Regions from separate parts of the Sus scrofa genome. Here regions 1, 3 and 4 are each linked to region 2. A link is a contact called in public Hi-C and HiChIP or PLAC-seq data. All regions are on one chromosome and are shown on one strand. The core of a region is the stretch at or near the end of the contact, and the rest is flanking DNA. Distances in the headings are between cores, read along the strand shown.

Region 1 (2,700 bases), core at 36-2,535, 750 kb after region 2:
GGACGAAGGGCGCGCGCGGGGCGCTGGGGGAGGGGGGAGACGCGTGCGGTACCCGTCATCCTGCTGATTTTTGCTCGCGTTGATCTTGGACCCCTCTGCGAACTCCTCTATGTTGCTGTACTCGTTCATGTCCTCCATGGCGGCGGGGTTGTCGGCCGGAGGGTGCGGGCGCGCAGTCCGAGTCGCGGCAGCGGCGGCGGCGGAGCGTTGTATGGAACTGGATTTAAAATGGCGGCGGAAGAGATCCGGGCGCCGCCTGCGCCCTCCCTTTATAGCCGCCACGCCGGCCAATCGCGAGGGCTGCTGTGCGGTGACGTGGCGCTGGGCCCGGCGCGCCCCCTGCCGGGCGGAGCTGGGAGCGAGCGAAGGGAGGAGCGGAGCGAGCTGCCGCGGCGCCCGCGGCCGCCAATGGGAGAGGCTGCGGGAGGCTAAAGTAGCGGGAGCGGAGGGGAACAATGGCGGCGGCACTTGGGAAAGCCGGGGCGGGACCTCCATCGCGGCCCTCCCGCGGAGGAGTGAGGTCGCGGCCGAGGGGAGGCGGGCTTGGGGAGAGGGATGCGTCAGAAGAGAAAAACGACGGGGCGAGAAGTCCTGGGGTCACGAATCCCGAGCAGCGCCGTCCCAGGGCCACAGTCCCTCTTGCCTTGAGAGCCTTTGTCTCTGGCGTCCGGTCCAGCCCACTCCCAGCAAAGAGCCGCCAACCCCGCCTCTTTCCGCCCTCGGATCCCCAGTGCCGAGCTGCTGCTGCGGCTGCCGCTGCTATCAATGAGCCCCGTGGGCGCGCTGCTCCGGGAAGAGGCGGACTGCGCCCGGCGCCCGCAGCCGAGGTGGCGAGCGCGCCCGCCCGTCCGCCGCGCGCACGCGTGTTGTCCTCGAGCTGCCTGGACCCAGCCGACCAGGGAGCGGGCGCGCGGCGGCCCCTCCGGGCAGCGGCGCAGGACGGGCGCCTCTCCGCTCCGCCACGGGCGCGCGGGCCGAGGGGGCGCGGCGGGCCTCCCTGGCCGATCGCAGGCCCACGCCGCTCGGCTGGCCGGGACCCAAACGGCCTCTGTTGCTGGCTGAGGATGGGAGGAGGGGCGCGGGCCCGGTCGGATTACTGTCAATACGCAAACGCGGAGGCAGTGGGCGGGGAGGGAGGGTAGGTGCCGTAGAGGGCAAGGGGCACTCACATCCCCGGCGCGCCACTCGCGGGGCTCCCGTCTGCACGTGCCCCGGGCCTCTCCCGCTCGCTCTACCAGTCTGCGGAGGGCGCGCGCCCGCGCACCCGGCTCCCGCGTTCGCCTCTTTGTTCCCGCCCACGCGAGGCCCATCTTGACGGATCGGGTGCGAGGCCCTCTAGCGGCCAATCGGCATCGGCGCCAGGGCCTCTCCCCGCCCCCTCGGGGCCCCGGAGGACCGCCCCTTTCCCTACCCACGTGGTCTCGGCCTCCGGCCCCGGATCGCTCCCGAGTTCTGGGCGCCCGTCCTGCGGGTTTCTCTGCTTCCTTGGCCGCGGAGGGGTCCTCTCCGCCTCGTGCGTCGGCAGGGCGCGGTTGCCCGCTCTGGGGTCCTTGCGGGACTGTCGGAAGCTTCGCCCGCTGCTGCCGCCGCCGCCGCCGGCGCCGCCCGCCGCCCTCCCCACCAGTAGGCCGATTCCCGTGGTATCATCCGGTAGGGAAATGGTCGTGCTTTCGGTGCCCGCCGAAGTCACTGTGATCCTGTTAGATATCGAAGGTACCACAACCCCGATTGCTTTCGTGAAGGTGAGGGGCGGAAGGGAGCGGGGAAGTTACTTGTGCTTTCAAACAATGAAGTATTTTAAAGTGTTGCAGACCTCGCCCTGGAGACCGGAGGCGTGGGAGAGACGGTGTGGCTTTGCACCCGCTCTGGGGTGGGAGGACGTAGTCTGCGGCGGGTTGCAGGGATGCTGTGCCTCACCGCCTTGTCTTAACCTTCCCGGGTCCTCGCCTTCCGCTAGAGGCAGGTGGTTGGGGAAGAGATGGAGATGGTGGTGAAGAGGGGACGGAGGAGGGCAGTGTGGCCCCCCCACAGGTGTGCGCCCAGTCGCCCGACAGGTGTGCGCCCGCCTTGTGCCGGGTTGAACCTGGCGAGGTGGTGGCCGCTGTCTAGCTGTCCTTGAGGCTTCTAGTCCCACGCTTCTAGACTGAAGTGTGACTTTTCGGGTAGCCCAGGTATCTTAAAGCAGTAATGGTTGATCTTTGCCGTTTCCCACTCCTGCTTTTAGTGGCCGAACTGCACACTGTGCGTTGCTGGATTAGGCTAGCAAACATGTCTAGATTCCGTTCATTTTCTTCAAAAATGGAAGCCTAAAGTTCTTAGCCAATACCTTCCTCCTAGAATGTCAGTGGTAACCAACCCTTGTCTACACCCAGTTCATAAACCTGTAACTTTGCTTTTTTTTTTTTTTGTCTTTTTGCCATTTCTAGGGCCGCTCCTGCGGCATATGGAGGTTCCCAGGCCTAGGGGTCGAATTGGAGCTGTAGCCGCCGGCCTACACCACAGCCACAGCAACGCGGGATCCGAGCCGCCTCTGCAACCTACACCACAGCTCATGGCAACGCCGGATCCTTAACCCGCTGAGCAAAGGCAGGGAGCGAACCCGCAACCTCATGGTTCCTAGTCGGATTCGTTAACCACTGTGCCACCACGGGAACTCCCTAACTTTGCTTTAAAGCACGTTCCTTTTTAAATATGTTGTAT
Region 2 (2,700 bases), core at 123-2,622:
CGGTTCAGAGACCTCCCACGGCCGAGAAAGATCATCCGGGGCTAAATATAGATCTACGCACACAAGCAGTGCCTGACCGGCGTCACATGGCGCTGCTGACGAAGGACTCCTTGGAGACGCGTTCGCCCAAACACACATAGACACACTCGTGTGCATATGCATCTGCACACACCATACCCACCGGATTCATCCGCGCAGACAGACGCGTCCACAGTCCTTAGACAGGGTCGCTGCCCAGAGACCCTCCTGCTGTTTACGACGCTTGTGCCACCCTCGGCGCTGTCAGAGGGCTCATTAGCTGCGGTGCTCTCGCCTGAACTGCGCGGACCGGGTTGGGGTGAAGTAGGAATGCGCACAACAGCCGTACGCAGACAGACAGACGCACGTACAGGCCTCCTGTCCCTCCCATTTCTCTCGCACAGCCCTGAAGTTCTTGCCACCGTTTCCCCAGAAGGAGGAGCCTCTCTCCTGCGGGCAGCCCGCGAGGCTCCCAGGTAGCTCCTGTTCACTTTATTAAAGCCCGACCAGGTGATCCGAGGCGACAAACCTGAGCTCAGGCAAGAGAAAGGCGACACGTTGTGCCCCAAGTTTGTCCGCTGAAGGAATATCACCTCGTCAGGGGCAAGTAAATGACTTCTGTTCCCCTGTCTCCGCCCAAAGAAGCAGACCTTAAGATCCTAAGGCTCCGACACCAAAAATAAACAGTTCCCTCCACCCACCCACCCGCACACGAAAACTGGCCAAGCAGCAGAAGGAAACAGCCTCGCAGTGCACAAGGAAGGGGAGACAGGATGAAAAAAGGATGAACGCAACTACAACTCAGACAAATCCTCGAAAATCGTGGCAAGATCTCGAAACAGAGGCTTGGCTTCGGGATCAGGGCGAGAAGCGAGGCACATCCCAAGCCTGTCCCCGCCCGCGACCCAACGGCTGGGTCCCGCACCTGTTGGCACCCAGGCCGCTGCCGGGGCGGCCCCAGACATCCTCGGCGGCCAGGCAAGGGGACTCTCCCGGTCTCCGGCTTTAGCAGGCGCTTTGAGCCGGCAGCGCCCACTGGCCCGGGCTCTCCCGCCGCCTCCCGGCGCACCGGCAGCCGGGGCGCAGGGAGAGAGCCGGGCGGCTCCGCGCGCAGCTCCGGGGACGCCTGGGAGAGCGCAGCGCGCGGCGGGGTCGCGCGTTCCCGCCGCCGGGCTCCCGTTTCTCCCGGGAGAATTGTTGACCAGAGAACAACCCACCTGCAGACGGCCCCGGGTCCTCGGCCTCCCGGCTGTGTGCCGCGCGCCCACAACGCAACCAAAGGACTGGGAGCGAAAGCGCGCGGGAAGAAGGAAAAGAAAAATCCGCCCAACCAGTCGGATGCCTTGTTTATACTGAAACTCCGGCCGCCGCCGCCGCGCACACCCCTCCGCCCGAGCGCCCGCCCCCGCCGCCGGCCCCGCCCGAGCGGCCGCACGGCCAATCACGGCGCAGCTCACCGCCCACTCCGCCACCGCCCCCGGCGCCGGGCACCAGCCCACGGGTCCCGGGGGCCCCGACTCTGGAGGCGCGGTTGCCCGGGTGCCCTCCTACGCTGCGGAGGCCCGCGGAGCCGGGCGCAGCGGTGTTTACCAGCGCGGGTTCGGCTCGCTGAGCCCGCGTGCGTCTCCTCCTGAGCGCATGTGCTGGAGGCTGTTTGTGCAGTCATGTGTGTACCCGTGTGTGTTCATTTACCTGTGTGCTACCTGTACATACCGGCCCGACTTGTTATACAGTATCTATTAACATAATTATGAGCTAGAGGTTACTGTCCGTGGAATTTTCAGAGGAGAGCTGAGAGAAACCACAAGAACACTGGCCCAGCAAATGTTTACAGAAAGCCTGCGTGCTAGGCATTGTGACAAACGCTGGGGGCACACTCCGGGCAAAAGGAGGCTGGATCCTGCCATTAGGAAGCGTGCAGTCTAGAGGAGGACAAGCGTTAAGCGAACGGTCACCTAAACAAAATGTCAAACTGCGGCTGTTAAAAGTTCCACCAAAAAAAAAAAAAAAAGGAAGAAGAAGAGGGAACCTGTGCTGTGAAATACGATTCTGGAGGCAAAGCGGGAGGTCCGGCCTCCCTAAAGGCTGCGCTGTCATGGTAACCATATACTCTAGAATTGGATACTTGATAACTGTTTTAGAAAAAAGATAGAAACTCCAGTACTTCACCTTGTACGAATACAAAAAAAAAAAAAAAAAAAAAAAAAAAAAAAAAAAAAAGGCTGGAGAAAAGAAACGATGGAAGCAAACAAGGGAAGGAAGAGATGCAGGGAAAGAATACAAACTAAACATCAGGAGACAGTTGCCCGCTACGTGACCTTGGATAAGTAAAGCCGCTTTTCTGCGTTTCAGTTTTCCCATGTGTAAAACAACACTATTCACACCTGTCCTATAGGAAGGCCTTCCATTAGGATGGCTGTGATAGAGGCCCCCTTTTTGTCCCGCTCCATCTTCCCTCCCTCCCGCCTCCTTTCTGGGATGGTAGCAGCCACCTCGAGGTTCACCGCGCCTATTCTGATTCCGCCCCTCCCTTTCTGCACAGGCACACCCCCTCTCACTTCTTTTTCTCTGATTATACTCCCTCCTTCTCTTCTGCAAACGGGTCTCCCCTGACTCAGTCATCCACTCCCATCTACCTGAGCTTCTCTGCCGTTTGTAAAAGGAGAGCCTGTCCTGGCCAGC
Region 3 (2,700 bases), core at 49-2,548, 710 kb after region 2:
AAAGGTGCGCGGGAGAGTTCGCTCGGCGGGATGGGGGAGGGCAGCCGGCCGGCGGGAGCCGGAACGGCTCGAGCCCCGGGCAGGCCCCGCCGCCGGGCAACTTAAGGAAAGCCGGCGGAGCGGAACGGCCGCAGCCGCGGGCGCCCTCCACCAGGCCCGGGGGTCCGGCGGCCGCAGCGCAGGGGCCGCGGGGCGAGCCGCCGCGCCAGCCGGTGCGGAGGGAACGCGGAGGCCGCGGAGGAACTCGCGCCCGCGACTCAGAGGCGCTCGGCCTGAAGCCGAGAGGGAGGAGCGCCGCCGGACAGCCTACACGCTCCCCGAAGCGTGTGTTGATAAATACTCGCCGTCCCGGGAGGCCGGGGTGAGGGCAACCCCATAAGCCTGAGTCGCCCGGGCATAAAGGCTTTTGTGTCCGCCGGCGCCGTCCTGCCCGGGACTTCAGAAAACGGGGACGCGAGAAGACAGCGGCAGCGGAAAAAAGGTAACCCCTCGGCGGGCGGGAAAAAATCCCGGCGGCTCCGCCAGTGGGAGGAGACCCGAGGCGAGGGAGGGGAGGAGGGCGGGCCGGGAGCGGCATGGTGACGGCTAAAGGTGGAAACGTGTGGGATGGGGGAGGGGGCGGCCCGCGGGCAGGGGCAGGGGACGCGGGCCCGGGAGTCCGGCGCGGAGAGGGGCGCGCGGGGCGCCGAGGCTGCGCGCGGGCCGGGCGGGAACGAGGCCTAATGGCGGGGCACGGGGAGGGGGAGGGGAGCTGGGCCTGACTATCCCGGGCCGCCCCTTACTCACCCTTCGTCCTCCTCGTTCTTACTGGCGTCGATCTTCGCCCCCTCCGACTCGGCGCTGCCCCCTTCCGTGCCAGCAGCCGCGGTTCCGCCCCCGGTCCCGGCTCCGCTTCCCGCCGCCGCCGCTGCCCCCGGCGCCGCCGCCACCATGGCTCCCTCCTGCTCGCCCGCCGAGCCGCCTACCGCCGCCGTCGCCGCCGCCGCCGCCCCGTCCCCGCCGAACTGCTCCTCCGACATAGCGCTACCGCCGCCGCCGCCGCCGAGACGACACCCGCCGCCGCCGCGAGCCGAAACTAGCAGCAAAGTAATCCCCGCCGCCGCCGCGCGCCCGCTCCGCCGCGCGAGGCACACAACAAGACAGAGACGGCGCGCGCGGCTGCACAGGCTCCTGCGCCTCTCCCTGGCCTGCCCCCCTCGCCTCCCACTCTCGCGCGGCGCGCACGCCCGCTCTCGCCCGCTGCACTAAAAAAGAATAAGACACAGCGGCGGCCCCTCTCGCCTCCTCCTCGCTTTAATGGCGCCGCCGCGGACCACCTAAAATGGCCGACGGAAGAACGGCGCGTCCCGGTCACGTGACGCGCGAGCGCGCCCTTTGCACCCCCGCCCCCCCGCCAGTTTTTCCCCTTCCTCCTCGGTCCCGCCCGCGCGCCGCCTTTCATACCTTCTCCGCACGCGCCGCGCCGCTCTGCGTGGGGCCTTTAAAAGGAACCGGAAGTGGCGTCCGCCGGGAGAGCCGCGCCGAGACCATCGAGAACAAGGGGCGCTGTTTCCAAGGCGCAGCTAGAGGGGCCGCTTCCCCCGCCCTCGCCTCTCGAGGGTTCCCGGGGCGCTCACCCGCCCACCCCACCCCTGCCTGCCCGCCCGCCCGCTCCAGCAGGCGGGGCGGCGGGCAGCGGAGTGGGGGCGCCTCGCGGGCGGCGGCCGTGCCCGCGCGCCGGCGGACTCGGCGAGGGAGGAGAGGCGCCCCGCCGGCGGCCCTGGGCGCCGGGGTCCGCGGGAGGAGAGCGGCCACCCCGAGGGGGCGGCCGGGCCCACGCCGCTCCGGGGACGCCGGGCCGGCCGCGCCCGTGCACGGCCTGCGGCAGCTCCTCCGGCCACCGGAGCCGCCCGCGCCCGGGTGACATTGAGGTGCCCGCGGCTGCCGCTGCCGCGCCCCCCAGCCCCGGCGGGCGGGCTGGAGCCGCCGGCCCGAAGGGCTGCCTCCTTCGCGGCTTGTTCTCCGGGTCGGATGTGTGCCTGCCTGCCCGTCTCCTGAAGTTTTTCGTCGAAAGCAGCGGGCACCTTGCGTGTTTTAAGAAACGGGGTTGTCTTGCTCTGCTTACTCGGAGGATCCCGACACCTGCCACGTCCTTGGGGACGTGTGTGAGATCAAGCGCGCGTTCGGTTAATGTAATGGTCTTCAGTCTGTGCGTTGTGTGCATCGTCTTTACGAGGGTGCTCGGTTTGGGGCGTTGTGGGTTTGGGCGGCTTTGGTTAAACCCGCCAGGCGTCTTGTGCGGGGTAGCAGTCAAGTTCGTCTTTAACAGACCTGTTAGAAATCCCAAGTGCCTTGGCTGGAAACTGAGTTATTCGGGCTCGGGGACTGGCAGCTTCCTGCACGCACATCTAGAAGAAAATGAAGGTTTGGGGCACTTCTTTCGTCAGGAGATGATTTTGCGCCTGTTTCGTCATGTGCCCAGACACTGAGCAAACGAAGACTAGTGCGAGATACAGCAGAGGACTCTGGAGAGGTAAAATATTTGGTTTTCATTATGTAGTTAAATGCATTGATACTAACGCTACCCAAAACCTCTAGGATTAAAAATGTCTAATGTTTTATAATTACTTAAGTTAGAGACTTTGTGTTACAGAATAATTAAAACCCTAGAATGCAGATCAAATTCTGAAAACGTCTTAAAAGACCATCGTACTGAATTCC
Region 4 (2,700 bases), core at 65-2,564, 660 kb after region 2:
ACCTCGTGCCAGGCACCCCAGAAGGCCATCAATTATTTCTCCTTTAAATTTATACCATTAGGAACAAACCAGTAATTCCCATCACCATAAAAACCTTATCACCATAAAAACTGCAACCACACATCTACAGTATGCTGCGTAATTATTTAATTTAAACTGGACGACTATCCCCATTTTACAGATTGGCACATGGAGTCTAGAAAGGTTAAGTTACAGCAAAGGCACAGAGTAAACGGCCGTGCCTGTATCTTGGATCCAAGGGTCCGACTTCTTTCCACTCTGCCACAACCCCTTGCCAATGGAAACATCTAAGCCTATCTGAAACTTAGTCTTTAAAACATTCTTGTCCAGGAACTCAAGGTCTAGGACTCGCCCGCCTCTCAAACCTGCCCCCGCTGCCGCACACCCTGCCTCTGCGCCGCACCCTCAGCCAACCCGGAGCGCAGTGCCCACGTCCAAGCCGCCACAGCTGCTCCGTCTGCCTGCCCTGCGCCACCGTCCTCCACCCCGGCCCTGACTGCGGAAACCCCGCTTCTGCTCCCGGGAGAGCCAGCGGCCTCCGCGCCAGCTGCGGCGATGCCTTCACCTTGCATTTGGCCTCGCGGCGACCGCCGGGCACCCGAGGCTGGCACTTGTCTGCACGTGCCTCCGTGACCACCACCAGACCATGCCCTCCCCCGGTCAGGGTCTGCAGCCTCGGCCTCCGCACACGCGTCCGTCCAGGCGCCCGGCGAGCGCGTGGGGGCTTCAGCAAATGCCCGTTGAGCTAACGCACGGGTTTTACTTGAAGTCGAGGTCTCTCTTTTACGTGTCCTAGGCTGCGACTGAATCCCATGTAGGTCAACACGGTGAAGTAACGGGCTCCTACGTGATTTTAAGGACGACCGCGAAAAAGGCGTCACTCACCCGAAGCCACTTGTTCCAGAAACCTCGTCGGGGCCTCATCACAGGCTCAGCCCCGGCAACAGCCGGCCCCGCCTCCCTCCCTGCCAATCATCCCCCCCCCGCGCCGGCCCCGCCTCCCTACCTGCCAATCACTCGCCCCCCCCCGCGCCGGCCCCGCCTCCCTCCCTGCCAATCACTCGCCCCCCCCGCGCGCCGGCCCCGCCCCCCTCCCTGCCAATCACTCGGGCCCGCCCCCCCCCGCGCCGGCCCCGCCTCCCTCCCTGCCAATCACTCGCGGCCCCCCCCCCCGCGCCGGCCCCACCTCCCTCCCTGCCAATCACTCGCCCCCCCCGTGCGCCGGCCCCGCCTCCCTCCCTGCCAATCACTCGCTCCCCGCGCCTGCGCAGACACCACCCTCTCGCGCAGCCCCGCCCCAGTCGCCGCCCCGAGGCTGTCGCGGGCGGTTGGGACCGCGGAGCCTTTCCTTCGCCGGCCGCCCGCGATGCCGATCACCTACAGCTGCATCGCACGTGGCCGAGCGGTCCTAGCGGAGCTGGCCCTGACCGGCGGCTCATACCAGGTACCCCTGCGGCGGCACTTCGGCCTTCGCCGGTTCCACCCGCCGCTCGGGCCTCGGCGCTGAGGGGCTGCCCTGAGCGGGCTGTGGGGGCGCGAGGCCCCGCCCCCGAGAGCGGCCTGTCCAGTGAGACGGGGAATCCCTGCCCCGAGCCGCTCCCGCTCCGAACGGCAGAGCCGCCAGTGCGCCGCCCAGCGGTTGGGGCTGGTGCTGCACGCCACCTGCTTGGCGGTCGCTTCCTGTTTAATTCCAGAGACCCTTCAAGATGTTCTCTCCCCCCAGACATGGCCTGCGATTCAACGCACATTTATTGAATACATGTTAGTCGCACAATCCCGGAGTAAAGGTATGAGGGATGCAACAATGAAGAGAAGGCGGCGCCTGGAGTTGTCACTTCAGGAGCACGTTGTCCATTTATACCCAAAGGCTGCATTCAGATGTCTTACTGTGTAAAAAGCATTTCAGTGCAGGTGGATCATGATTGCTACTCTAGCATTCTGGAAAGAAAGGCTGGCTTGCCAGCCACAGAGGAGGTGGTGGTCGGGTGCTTGGCTTAGAAGCATTACAAGTCAGCTGTAGCCTGGCCCGGGGAAGGGGAATGGGCCCTCTATGCAGAGGGAACAGCATGGTGTGCTTGGGGAACCTCAGGAATTCAGTGTGGCTGGAGCAGAGCACAGTATGTAGGTACTAAAGATGAGGTCAGAAAAGTGGACCAAGAATAATTAATGAAGGGTCTTATATGCAGTTTGTTTTCTTATCCTAGAGAAACCAGGGAGCAATTAAAGATTTACAGTAGAAGAACAGCAAAATCTGATCCATCTTCTGGGAGATTTGGTCTAGTTTCAATAGAGAAGGTGGATTGGAGGGAAGAGAACCAGCTAGAAGGATATCGTTGTTGTTTATCTAGGACCTCAGGGCCTGAGCTCAGGCAATGACCTGCAGCAGGAAAGGGGGACAGGGGCAGATCCTGAAGAGACTTTGTAAAATAACCTTCAGGAGTTAATGACTGGTCGAATATGTGGGATAGGGATCAGAGCCATGCCGAGGCTGAGCCTCAACTTTTTTTTTCTTTTTTTTTAATCTTTTCCCCCCCAGCTCTATTGAGATATAATTGACATATAACATTGTGTAAGGTGTACAATGTGAAGATTTGTCAAAATTTTTTTCTTAGGCGACATTAAACATGATAGAAACTACATACAGAGGAGCAGGATTGTGAGGGAAGGAGTCAGAGGAAG

Evidence for each region. Hi-C and Micro-C count contacts between places; a contact is called where the count stands out from the background. HiChIP or PLAC-seq counts read pairs in DNA pulled down with a chosen protein or histone mark.
Region 1: a contact with region 2 is called in a Hi-C map of liver, with 4 times the contacts expected there. The contact joins the promoter of HNRNPDL here to the promoter of RASGEF1B in region 2. A contact is called at or near these places in 1 of 5 promoter capture datasets (liver), 8 of 47 Hi-C or Micro-C datasets (alveolar macrophages, embryonic fibroblasts, heart right ventricle and 4 more) and 2 of 2 datasets of contacts at active chromatin or transcription factors (alveolar macrophages and skeletal muscle).
Region 3: a contact with region 2 is called in an H3K27ac HiChIP or PLAC-seq map of alveolar macrophages. The contact joins the promoter of LOC110255270 here to the promoter of RASGEF1B in region 2. A contact is called at or near these places in 1 of 5 promoter capture datasets (liver), 2 of 47 Hi-C or Micro-C datasets (embryonic fibroblasts and liver) and 2 of 2 datasets of contacts at active chromatin or transcription factors (alveolar macrophages and skeletal muscle).
Region 4: an H3K27ac HiChIP or PLAC-seq map of skeletal muscle shows a contact between it and region 2, with 13 times the contacts expected there. The contact joins the promoter of LOC102163780 here to the promoter of RASGEF1B in region 2. A contact is called at or near these places in 3 of 5 promoter capture datasets (fetal skeletal muscle, liver and skeletal muscle), 22 of 47 Hi-C or Micro-C datasets (alveolar macrophages, brain, embryonic fibroblasts and 13 more) and 2 of 2 datasets of contacts at active chromatin or transcription factors (alveolar macrophages and skeletal muscle).

Annotation. Positions count from the first base shown.
Region 1 is chr8:135,801,115-135,803,814 of Sscrofa11.1, reverse strand. HNRNPDL (heterogeneous nuclear ribonucleoprotein D-like) reads right to left here and starts at 1,285. Exons shown (of 9, transcript XR_002346906.1): 1 at 53-1,285. ENOPH1 (enolase-phosphatase 1) reads left to right here and starts at 1,482. Exons shown (of 6, transcript NM_001243830.1): 1 at 1,482-1,742. The coding sequence starts at 1,659.
Region 2 is chr8:136,554,887-136,557,586 of Sscrofa11.1, reverse strand. RASGEF1B (RasGEF domain family member 1B) reads right to left here and starts at 1,372. Exons shown (of 14, transcript NM_001195367.1): 1 at 1,236-1,372.
Region 3 is chr8:135,843,163-135,845,862 of Sscrofa11.1, reverse strand. LOC110255270 reads left to right here and starts at 1,298. Exons shown (of 2, transcript XM_021101889.1): 1 at 1,298-2,512. The coding sequence starts at 1,322. The coding sequence ends at 1,903. HNRNPD (heterogeneous nuclear ribonucleoprotein D0) reads right to left here and starts at 1,371. Exons shown (of 7, transcript XM_021101885.1): 1 at 787-1,371. The coding sequence starts at 1,019.
Region 4 is chr8:135,894,287-135,896,986 of Sscrofa11.1, reverse strand. It overlaps LOC102163780 (vesicle-associated membrane protein 714-like), which reads left to right and starts at 1,314. Exons shown (of 6, transcript XR_002346908.1): 1 at 1,314-1,808. It also overlaps a transcript of RASGEF1B not described here.